Regions from separate parts of the Mus musculus genome. Here all the other regions are linked to region 1. Evidence: chromatin contacts called from public ChIA-PET data. All regions are on one chromosome and are shown on one strand. Each heading gives the region's core, a stretch centred on a gene start, on an enhancer-like site or on the middle of the called end of the contact. The rest is flanking DNA. Distances are from core to core; before and after follow the strand shown. Region 1 overlaps Samhd1 (SAM domain and HD domain, 1). Region 2 holds the start of Rab5if (RAB5 interacting factor). Region 3 overlaps Src (Rous sarcoma oncogene).

The links. ChIA-PET counts read pairs in DNA pulled down with a chosen protein or histone mark.
Region 2: a contact with region 1 is called in an RNA polymerase II ChIA-PET map of memory CD8 T cells, with 1,043 read pairs. The contact joins the promoter of Rab5if here to the enhancer-like site in region 1. A contact is called at or near these places in 3 of 39 promoter capture datasets (embryonic stem cells, hippocampal neurons and neural stem cells), 3 of 15 datasets of contacts at CTCF or cohesin (the NIH/3T3 cell line, large pre-B cells and pro-B cells), 18 of 484 Hi-C or Micro-C datasets (B cells, CD4 T cells, the G1E-ER4 cell line and 14 more), 38 of 115 datasets of contacts at active chromatin or transcription factors (the 230-238 cell line, the HPC-7 cell line, the SCID.adh cell line and 23 more) and 4 of 9 other capture datasets (adipose tissue, embryonic stem cells, liver and 1 more).
Region 3: a contact with region 1 is called in an RNA polymerase II ChIA-PET map of memory CD8 T cells, with 8 read pairs. The contact joins two enhancer-like sites. A contact is called at or near these places in 2 of 39 promoter capture datasets (embryonic stem cells and hippocampal neurons), 6 of 484 Hi-C or Micro-C datasets (CD4 T cells, the G1E-ER4 cell line, cortical neurons and 3 more), 3 of 115 datasets of contacts at active chromatin or transcription factors (embryonic stem cells, epiblast stem cells and memory CD8 T cells) and 2 of 9 other capture datasets (adipose tissue and embryonic stem cells).

The regions. Positions count from the first base shown.
Region 1 is chr2:157,117,965-157,120,664 of GRCm38.p6, forward strand. It overlaps Samhd1 (SAM domain and HD domain, 1), which reads right to left. Exons shown (of 16, transcript NM_018851.4): 6 at 2,518-2,588. Among named protein-coding and RNA genes, the nearest start is that of Samhd1, 16 kb to the right of the region's middle. Within about 2 kb of position 1,312, at least 24 of the 459 cell types and tissues checked have an H3K27ac peak or open chromatin away from gene starts, as enhancers often do. A contact at or near this core is called in memory CD8 T cells, regulatory T cells and thymic regulatory T cells, where this site is marked.
Region 2 is chr2:156,861,711-156,864,410 of GRCm38.p6, forward strand. Rab5if (RAB5 interacting factor) reads left to right here and starts at 1,412. Exons shown (of 4, transcript NM_026124.3): 1 at 1,412-1,707. The coding sequence starts at 1,594. It overlaps 5430405H02Rik (RIKEN cDNA 5430405H02 gene), which reads right to left and starts at 1,235. Exons shown (of 3, transcript NR_027914.1): 1 at 889-1,235.
Region 3 is chr2:157,456,248-157,458,947 of GRCm38.p6, forward strand. Src (Rous sarcoma oncogene) reads left to right here. Exons shown (of 15, transcript NM_009271.3): 4 at 830-1,084; 5 at 2,287-2,386; 6 at 2,596-2,613. The coding sequence starts at 838. Among named protein-coding and RNA genes, the nearest start is that of Src, 33 kb to the left of the region's middle. Within about 2 kb of position 1,359, at least 170 of the 459 cell types and tissues checked have an H3K27ac peak or open chromatin away from gene starts, as enhancers often do. A contact at or near this core is called in memory CD8 T cells and regulatory T cells, where this site is marked.

The sequences.
Region 1 (2,700 bases), core at 62-2,561:
AAGTGTTAATAAATTTAGATCTATGAGAAAAGGATTGACTACTATTCAAAAACATTATCCTTATTAAGCTGGGGCTATAACTGCAGATAAGACAGTTAAAAGAAAAAAAAAGTATTCTTATAAATAAAGGGAAGATTGTATTTGTACTATTTGTATAGAAGAATTAATTCCACATGAGGTCAAGTATGAAATGAAAAAAGTAAATATATATTTTTTTAAAGATTTATTTATTTTTTTATTATATGTAAGTACATTGTAGCTGTCTTCAGACACTCCAGAAGAGGGAGTCAGATCTCATTATGGATGGCTGTGAGCCACCATGTGGTTGCTGGGATTTGAACTCCGGACCTTCGGAAGAGCAGTCGGGTGCTTTTACCCACTGAGCCATCTCACCAGCCCCTAAATATATTTTCTAAAGGCTGGAGATACAGCTTAGTTGTACAGCACTTACCTATCACATGTATAACATATGTATTTGACCCCTAGCGCACACACATCAGGCACGCGCACACACAAACACACATATAGCACACAGAGAGAGAGAGACAAATATACACACATGGCACACATACAATAACGGCAGAGTAGCTCCTAGATCCTATTAGATCAGTCCTGCTTGAGAAAGAAATTATAAACCCTGGACAACTAACTCCCTAACTGTTCATCGGCCAAAAGCAAGCAGGTGTTAAAAGGGAGGAAAAGTAGGAGGGGACGGGCCAAGAGCTATCTATTCACACAGGGTGAGGTTGTGGACTAGCATCTGGGATTTTCACACGCTGCTTGTGAGCGGGTAAAGTAGAGCACACTGGAAAACCCAGTTAAGTAAACATCTGGCATATGACTCAGTAATTCTACTTCAGGTATTCAGTCAGGAGACAGGAGAAGATATTTCCACAGAGCTGTTATACAGCATCACCCACAGCAACCTGAGATGTAGTAGCTCAAATCCAAAACAACATGAAGTTCATCCAAAGAAGCAAGGACAAACTGTGGCTCATACACTAGGATACAATCTTAGCAGTAAGAAGCCATCAACGTGCAGGAATCTTAAAATCATTATACGGCACAAAAGAGCATTCACTTATGACTGTACTGTGCCGGGGAGCAAACCTAACAAGTCAATTGTTGTCAAGGGATCTCCCACTAACCTTTGCTCTTAGCCCACTTATCAACTTTTTAAATGGTTAAACATTAGAGGAAGCCCCCCTAAGCCCCCCCCCCCACGAAGTGCAAACAACAGGAAATCATATTTGCAACAGCTTTGATAGTATAAGGGAAACCAAGATACCACATCTAAGAGGAGAGAGGTGAAGCTGTGTGTGTGTGTGTGTGTGTGTGTGTGTGTGCACTGCTGTGGGTCTGATCGCCAGCATCACAGAAAACAAGCCTGACACAAGGGAAATTTCCAAATGATGAAAATGGTCCACATCCCCACTTGCCAAACTCAGATCAGCTCTGCACAGTTTCAGCCAGGAGGGATGGATAGATAGCACACGCCTTTAATCCTAGCTCTACAGAAACAGAAGCAGGCAACAGTTTCAAGGCCAGCTTGGTCTCCACAGTGAGACCTTGTCCTAGAATAAAAACAACACAACATATATCTGCATAATTTATTGAATGCAAATTATACCTAAAAAAAAAAAAAAAGAGGGCAGAGAACAAAGGGCTTGGCGTGTAAGGAGCTTTCGTCTTGCGTCCCTGCGCTTTTCTATGCCAAGGGTAGTAGAAACTGGGAAGCCAATCTCATTTCTCAGAAACTGCTTCAAAATGTACAGGTTCATCTCCAGTAAATGTGTAATTATAAAGGGTTCGCTTAAAGCCTGAAGTGAGGGTGTACCATACGCTCAGCATTGGGGAGGCTGAGGCAGAACAGAGGACAAAGTCACCCTGAACTATATAGGAAGACCCCGTGTTAAAACAAACGCTCAGTTACTGAGACCGACGATACTTAAGTTCACGGCTATTACCAAAATGAAAGCTGAAGCTGGGCTTTAAAAACAAACCCTAGGGGTTGCCGAGATGGCTCAGAGTTTAAGAGTAGTGTCTACTCCTCTAGAGGTCCTGAGTTCAATTCCCAGCAGCCACGTGGTGGCTCATAACGATCTAAAATGAGAGCTGATGCCTAAGAGTTCTGATTCTGCAGGCAGAATATTGTATATATAACAAATGAATGAACAAATAAATAAATCTTTAAAAGAAAACAAAGTCTACAGTAATCTGACAGAGTAGAACGGACACTGCATTGAAAGAGGGGAGCTGGCTCTCCAGGGCTGGTCCACCACTCCATGACCCTGTGAAGTCAGGCACATCTCTATGCTTCTGAGGGCTCTGAACAGAAGATAAGGTCCTTTCTCCACAGGCTACTGTGAGGGCTGAAACACAGACCCATGAACAGAAGCACCCTGAATGCTGTCCCAGGGAAGGATGCTACAACACACAGAAGGAAACAGATCTTAGTTGAATAACTAGATAAAATACTACTTCTTTCTATGGACTTTGCGACACATCAATACATACCTTCCACTTTTTCTCTGGGCGAGCCCGTGGGATAAACCTTCCATCAAACATATGAGAAAATGGCCCATGACCTAAAAACAAAAGCAGTCTTCAAATAAAAAAAATATTTATAAATTGGTAAAAACTGAAAAGTTAAAAAATTTTTGTTTACTTTGAATATCAACAGCTACTGTTAATAATGTA
Region 2 (2,700 bases), core at 162-2,661, 260 kb before region 1:
ACACACTGCAGGCAAAACACCCATACTATGGAATGAAATAATTATTTTTAAAAAGAAAAGAACTCGGATTTAGAGTAAAATAAACCCAACTACTAACTCAATGATTCCAGGCAAATTACTTTGCCTTTATAAACTCACTGCATAAAAGTGATGTTCCGGGCTGGAGAGATGGCTCATAGATTAAGAACACTAGCTGCTCCTCCAGAGGTTCTAAGTTCAATTCCCAGCAACCACATGGTAGCTCATAACCATCTATAATGTGATCTGGTAACCTCTCTTCTGGCCTGCAGGCAAACATGCAGCCAGAACGATGTATACATAATAAACAATTCTTGGGGGGTTTTTCTTTTCTTTTGTTTTTTAGTGATATCCCTTAGCATAGCACATCCTGTGTGGCACCATCTGGAGGATGGGACTGATTTTGCTCATTTGTCTGTTTGAGGCAGCATCTCTCACTCTGTATGCTAGACCAGCTTCGCTGTGTAACCCAGGTCAGACGGGGCACGGGATCTTGGAATGTAGCCAGGCCAGCCTAACATTCCTCCCCGGGTTTGGACTGCAGACGAGTCACAGTGTACACCACAACGTGTCTTTGTACAAGTTCGCAGGGGGTGCTGCTCCTTCTGTCCTTTCAAAACACATCCTGGGAAGTGCTAACAACACACAGTGAGGACGGGGTAGCTAGCCCGACACCTACTACTTTTCTATTCCCCCTAGTGGGGTTCTCCCCTGGTTTCAACTTGCCTCATCCTTAGGAAAGAATTTCTCTCTTGGGATCTCAGCTTCACATTCGGATCTCAGAAGAGAACGCTGAGCAAGAGGAGACGTTAGGGTTCACAGAATTGTTTTTTTTCCCGTTGAGACAGGTTGTCGTGACCGGGGACTTACCATCCTCCAGCAGGTAGACAGGCTTGCACCATCGCCAGGCGAGGGAACTTTGGTTTGGTTTTTGTTTTTGTTTTGTTTTCCATAGTCATGAACAAAGTCGTGAATAACGTGTAGGTTTAGGAGAGAACGCACAGAAGGTAACTCCAGTGGGGCAGCCCAGGGCTTCCGGGGACCAAGGACCCGGCTCGGGAGGCGGAGCAGGATGCAAGGCCACTTCTTCTTTGTGTCGCTCCGGGGGACGAGCCGCGGCTCAGCCGGCAAGGAAACGTACAATCTCGGCTTTCCTCGGAGGGGCTGTGCCTCAGTCTTCACAGCGCCTCCTCGCGCACAGATCGCCTCCGGGCCGCACTTGTCCCTTCTCGCTCACCGTCCCCTGGCGTCCGCCGGAAGCTTCTGTCACTTCCGCCCACCGGAGGGGACGCTCGCGTCGAGGCGTCGCCGAGCTTCGGAGCCGACCGCCGCGTGGCCGCCGATTGGCTGCGTGCGCACGTCATCAGGGCCCCGCCCCTCCCTCGGCGGCGCCTGCTCCGTGGAGCTTAGCGAGCCGGCCGCTGGGCAGAGCGAGCAGAGCCTCGGCGGGCCACTGTCCCTCGCTGCCCGGACTACCGCTGCCGCCCCGCGCGCCGAGTCCCGCGGTCCCAGACCCCGACTCCCTTCGGCTTGGCCCGCGCGCCCCACGCCCGGCTCGGGCGGCGCGACGGGAGGATGAGCGGCGGGCGGCGGAAGGAGGAGCCGCCTCAGCCGCAGCTGGCCAACGGGGCCCTCAAGGTGTCCGTGTGGAGCAAGGTGCTGCGGAGCGACGCGGCCTGGGACGACAAGGTGCAGAAGGCCCGGCGAGGGAGGACGGGCCCGGGTCTCCCTCGCCCCGGCCAATCGGCCGGGCGCGGCCATGGGAGCAGGGAGCGGGGTGCCAAGGGGGCCGGCGCGTAGTGGAGCGAGCGGAGCCCCTGCTATCCCCCGCCGTTTGCTCCGCAGGATCCGGAGTAGTTAGCGCTTCTGAAGACTGCGCACGTGCCGGGTGCGGAATCCCTGAAGTGCGTTTACTTTGCACATTGCGAGGGGTGGCTCTGTCCTTGCTCGCTTAGATGAGAAAGAAGACATGCCCTGTGAGCTTTAAGATTCGAGAGCCGGTTCTAAGACCACCTTAAGAGGGTGTGAGTTAGTAAGAAAGTCGCTAGACATGGGTTAGAAGAGGTTGGGGACTTAAAGATGCACTCGCTGGTCATCTCCAGAGGATCTGAGCCTGGACGCCTCCTATCATTGCTCCATTCTGTGATCTTCAAGCCTGTCACCATTCAGCCCGATTCTAGATGGTTTGAAAAGAATGCTATATTTGGACTCCTTCCGTTGTTTGGACTGTTGAAATTGGGCTTCCCTCCCTTCAGTTCCGCCATGGAGGGGGGGAGTACTTCCTGAAGGTGCCCTTGGCCTGCCCCCAGCCCTGCCCAGCTCTTGCAAAACCTGTCGTCTTTGTGAACTGCTGTGTCATATTTTTTATCTTCCCCGGTCCAAGGACTGGTGTCTGGAGTCCAGGGCAGTTCACAAACCTGAGTGCTCTTTGTTGGGTGAAACTTAGATGAGCTGGCACAGGCCTAAGCACACACTTCTCCACCACCACACTTTCCTAACTCTGGCTTTCTCAAAAGTCGCTGTACAGGAAGGGTGGGAACTGAAGTTAATAGTTTTTCTTCCTGGAGACTCTCTAGAACTTAGCTGGCCAGCCAAGGGTTATCTGTGGCCAGGAGCACAGTGCCCATTGTCACTTCAAAACAAACTTCTATTTACGCAGCTTCTTTTAAAGAAGTAACGACT
Region 3 (2,700 bases), core at 109-2,608, 340 kb after region 1:
CTCCCTTCCTCCCTTCCTCCCTCCCTCCCTCCCTCTTTCTTTCTTTCTTTCTTTCTTTCTTTCTTTCTTTCTTTCTTTCTTTCTTTCTTGATTTATATGTAAGTAAGTACACTGTAGCTGTCCTCAGACATCAGGAAAAGGAATCAGGTCTCGTTACAGATGGTTGTGAGCCACCATGTGATTGCTGGAATTTGAACTCAGGACCTCTGGAAAGGCAGTCAGTGCTCTTAACTGCTGAGCCACCTCTCCAGCCCCAGTCCACCTCTTTTCACCATGTGGGTCCTGGGGATTGAACTGAGGTCAGCAGTGTCTGTGACAGGTGCCTTTACCTGTGTAGCCATCTGCCTGACCCAGGAAGTAACTTTGAGCTGACAGCTGAAGGAAACTGAGTTGGGAGGTGAAGCTGTCAGGGAATAGTGTTTGCAAAGGTCCTGTGACCAGGAGGCCTGGCCATCCCTTCTTCAAGCCACCGTACTGTACTGCACCTTCCCCCAGTGTTAGACGACTTGTCAGGCATGGATTCATTCAGCAATCCTTAAATGAGCCCCTCCTATGTGCTGGGGACATAGATATGACTCAAGTGTCCCTGCCTAAGAAAGACTGAAACTGACTTTGGGTCCAGCAGTCAGGACTTTGGACTGGTATGTCTTCTCTCCATAGCTGTGTCCTAAGGTGCCAGCAATTCATTTGACAGGTGTAATGAGACGAGTCCTCCCAGGGTGGCTAGTCCCCTTCTTAGGACCTCAGTTTCCCTATCCGATAAGTGGGTGGGGTGGCTTGTCTCCTCCCAGAGGCTCTCCTCTACCTCGGGGATTTCTGTCGCCCCTAGCCAGGACCATGGGCAGCAACAAGAGCAAGCCCAAGGACGCCAGCCAGCGGCGCCGCAGCCTGGAGCCCTCGGAAAACGTGCACGGGGCAGGGGGCGCCTTCCCGGCCTCACAGACACCGAGCAAGCCCGCCTCCGCCGACGGCCACCGCGGGCCCAGCGCCGCCTTCGTGCCGCCCGCGGCCGAGCCCAAGCTCTTCGGAGGCTTCAACTCCTCGGACACCGTCACCTCCCCGCAGAGGGCGGGGCCTCTGGCAGGTCAGCCCTCCCCCTTGCTGTGTGTCCCTGAGCTGTGGTGCACCCTCTCTGGGTTCTGGGGACTCGGTTTTCCCGAGGCTGCGAATGGGGAAGGATTCGTAAACTGGAAAGCGGGGCTCCTGGCGCTTTCGGGCTCCCAGGTTCAGAGTATATAACGGGTTCTGAAGGAGAGGGTTGTAGGGGAGGGGACCCTGAGGCCCTCAGGGGATGGACCGCCACGGACTAGCTGCCGCCTCCGCCCAGCCTTTGTTCCTGGCTCTGCTGTGCGATGGCCCGAGTGCGCCCCTGCGCCCTCTGCTGGCGCTGTGTGGTGCGGCAGCCCTGCCGCCCAGGAGCTGAGCGGGGTGACTCACGCTCCTGCATGCATGGCTACACACCCACACGTGCAAATCCCACACTCTGACGGAGCCATACTCACGGCTGCACGCCCATGCGTGCAAATCCCACGCTCAGACAGAGCCACACGCATGGCTGCACACCTACACGTACAAATCCCACCCAGACTCAACCATGTTATATGCCCACATTGGGCATGAACCCACACTGAGTGGAGACACCAACAATTCCTAGAGACACCTGGGCCAGAGCACACACAGATACAGGTGTGCATACAACCTCGCCCCCTCAGATGGGCCTGTCTACCATCTTGCATGCAGAATGCAGACACGGGATGTAGGGGTTCCCAGCTCCACATCCCACCACAGGAACTTGGTTGTGGTGAGACCTTTGGACGGGCAGCCCACTTCCCGCCATGCAGCCACACACCCATTCGATCATTTGAGAAGCATTTGTGGAGCCTCGGGCAACCGAGGGTGGGATGCAGGATTCCACGGAGCAGCTGTGGGTGAGGGGAGAATCAGGGGAAGGGTCCTGAAACTTGGACCAGAAACCTCGAGCTGCCAGGCACACACACAGGCAGAGTCCCTTAAGTGTGGGGCTTGGGGCATCTTCTGTGTGCTGCCCCTGAGTGCAGAGCAAGGGAGCCTGATCTCGGGGGGGGGGGGGGACAGGGACGGGGGGGACGGGGACGGGGACGGGACTTCTGCTTGTGTCAATAGACTCATTAGATAAGGAACACCTAGTCTGCAGCCCAGCAGGAAGGCACAGCGTACTTAGCTTCCTCCCAGGGACAGGCTGGTGAGTGAGAACGGCGCCTGACCCAGCCCCTGCAGGGTTCTGACACCTCTCATCCTTCTCTGCAGGTGGGGTGACCACCTTTGTGGCCCTCTATGACTATGAGTCACGGACAGAGACTGACCTGTCCTTCAAGAAAGGGGAGCGGCTGCAGATTGTCAATAACACGTGAGTGGCCTGGCGGGGACTGCACTGGGAGCGTGGGTCTGTCTTACCGAGAGCTGCCGGCAGAGGGCGGTGCAGAGCCTACAGGGCTGCTTCTGCTCTTGGTGGGTGGCGGCCCTCCCTAGACCCCAACCAGTATCCTCCCTTGTCCTGGGCCCTGTCTTCGCACCTCAGCCTCTCCTTCTCTCTGCTTCTCTCTCGCTGGCCCTTAGGAGGAAGGTGGATGTCAGGTGTGTACCGAGGCCAGGTAGAGGGGGATGCTTCGCTGAGGCTGGGGGCTGCTCTCTGCATGTGCTTCCTCCACCGCCCCTGTGTGT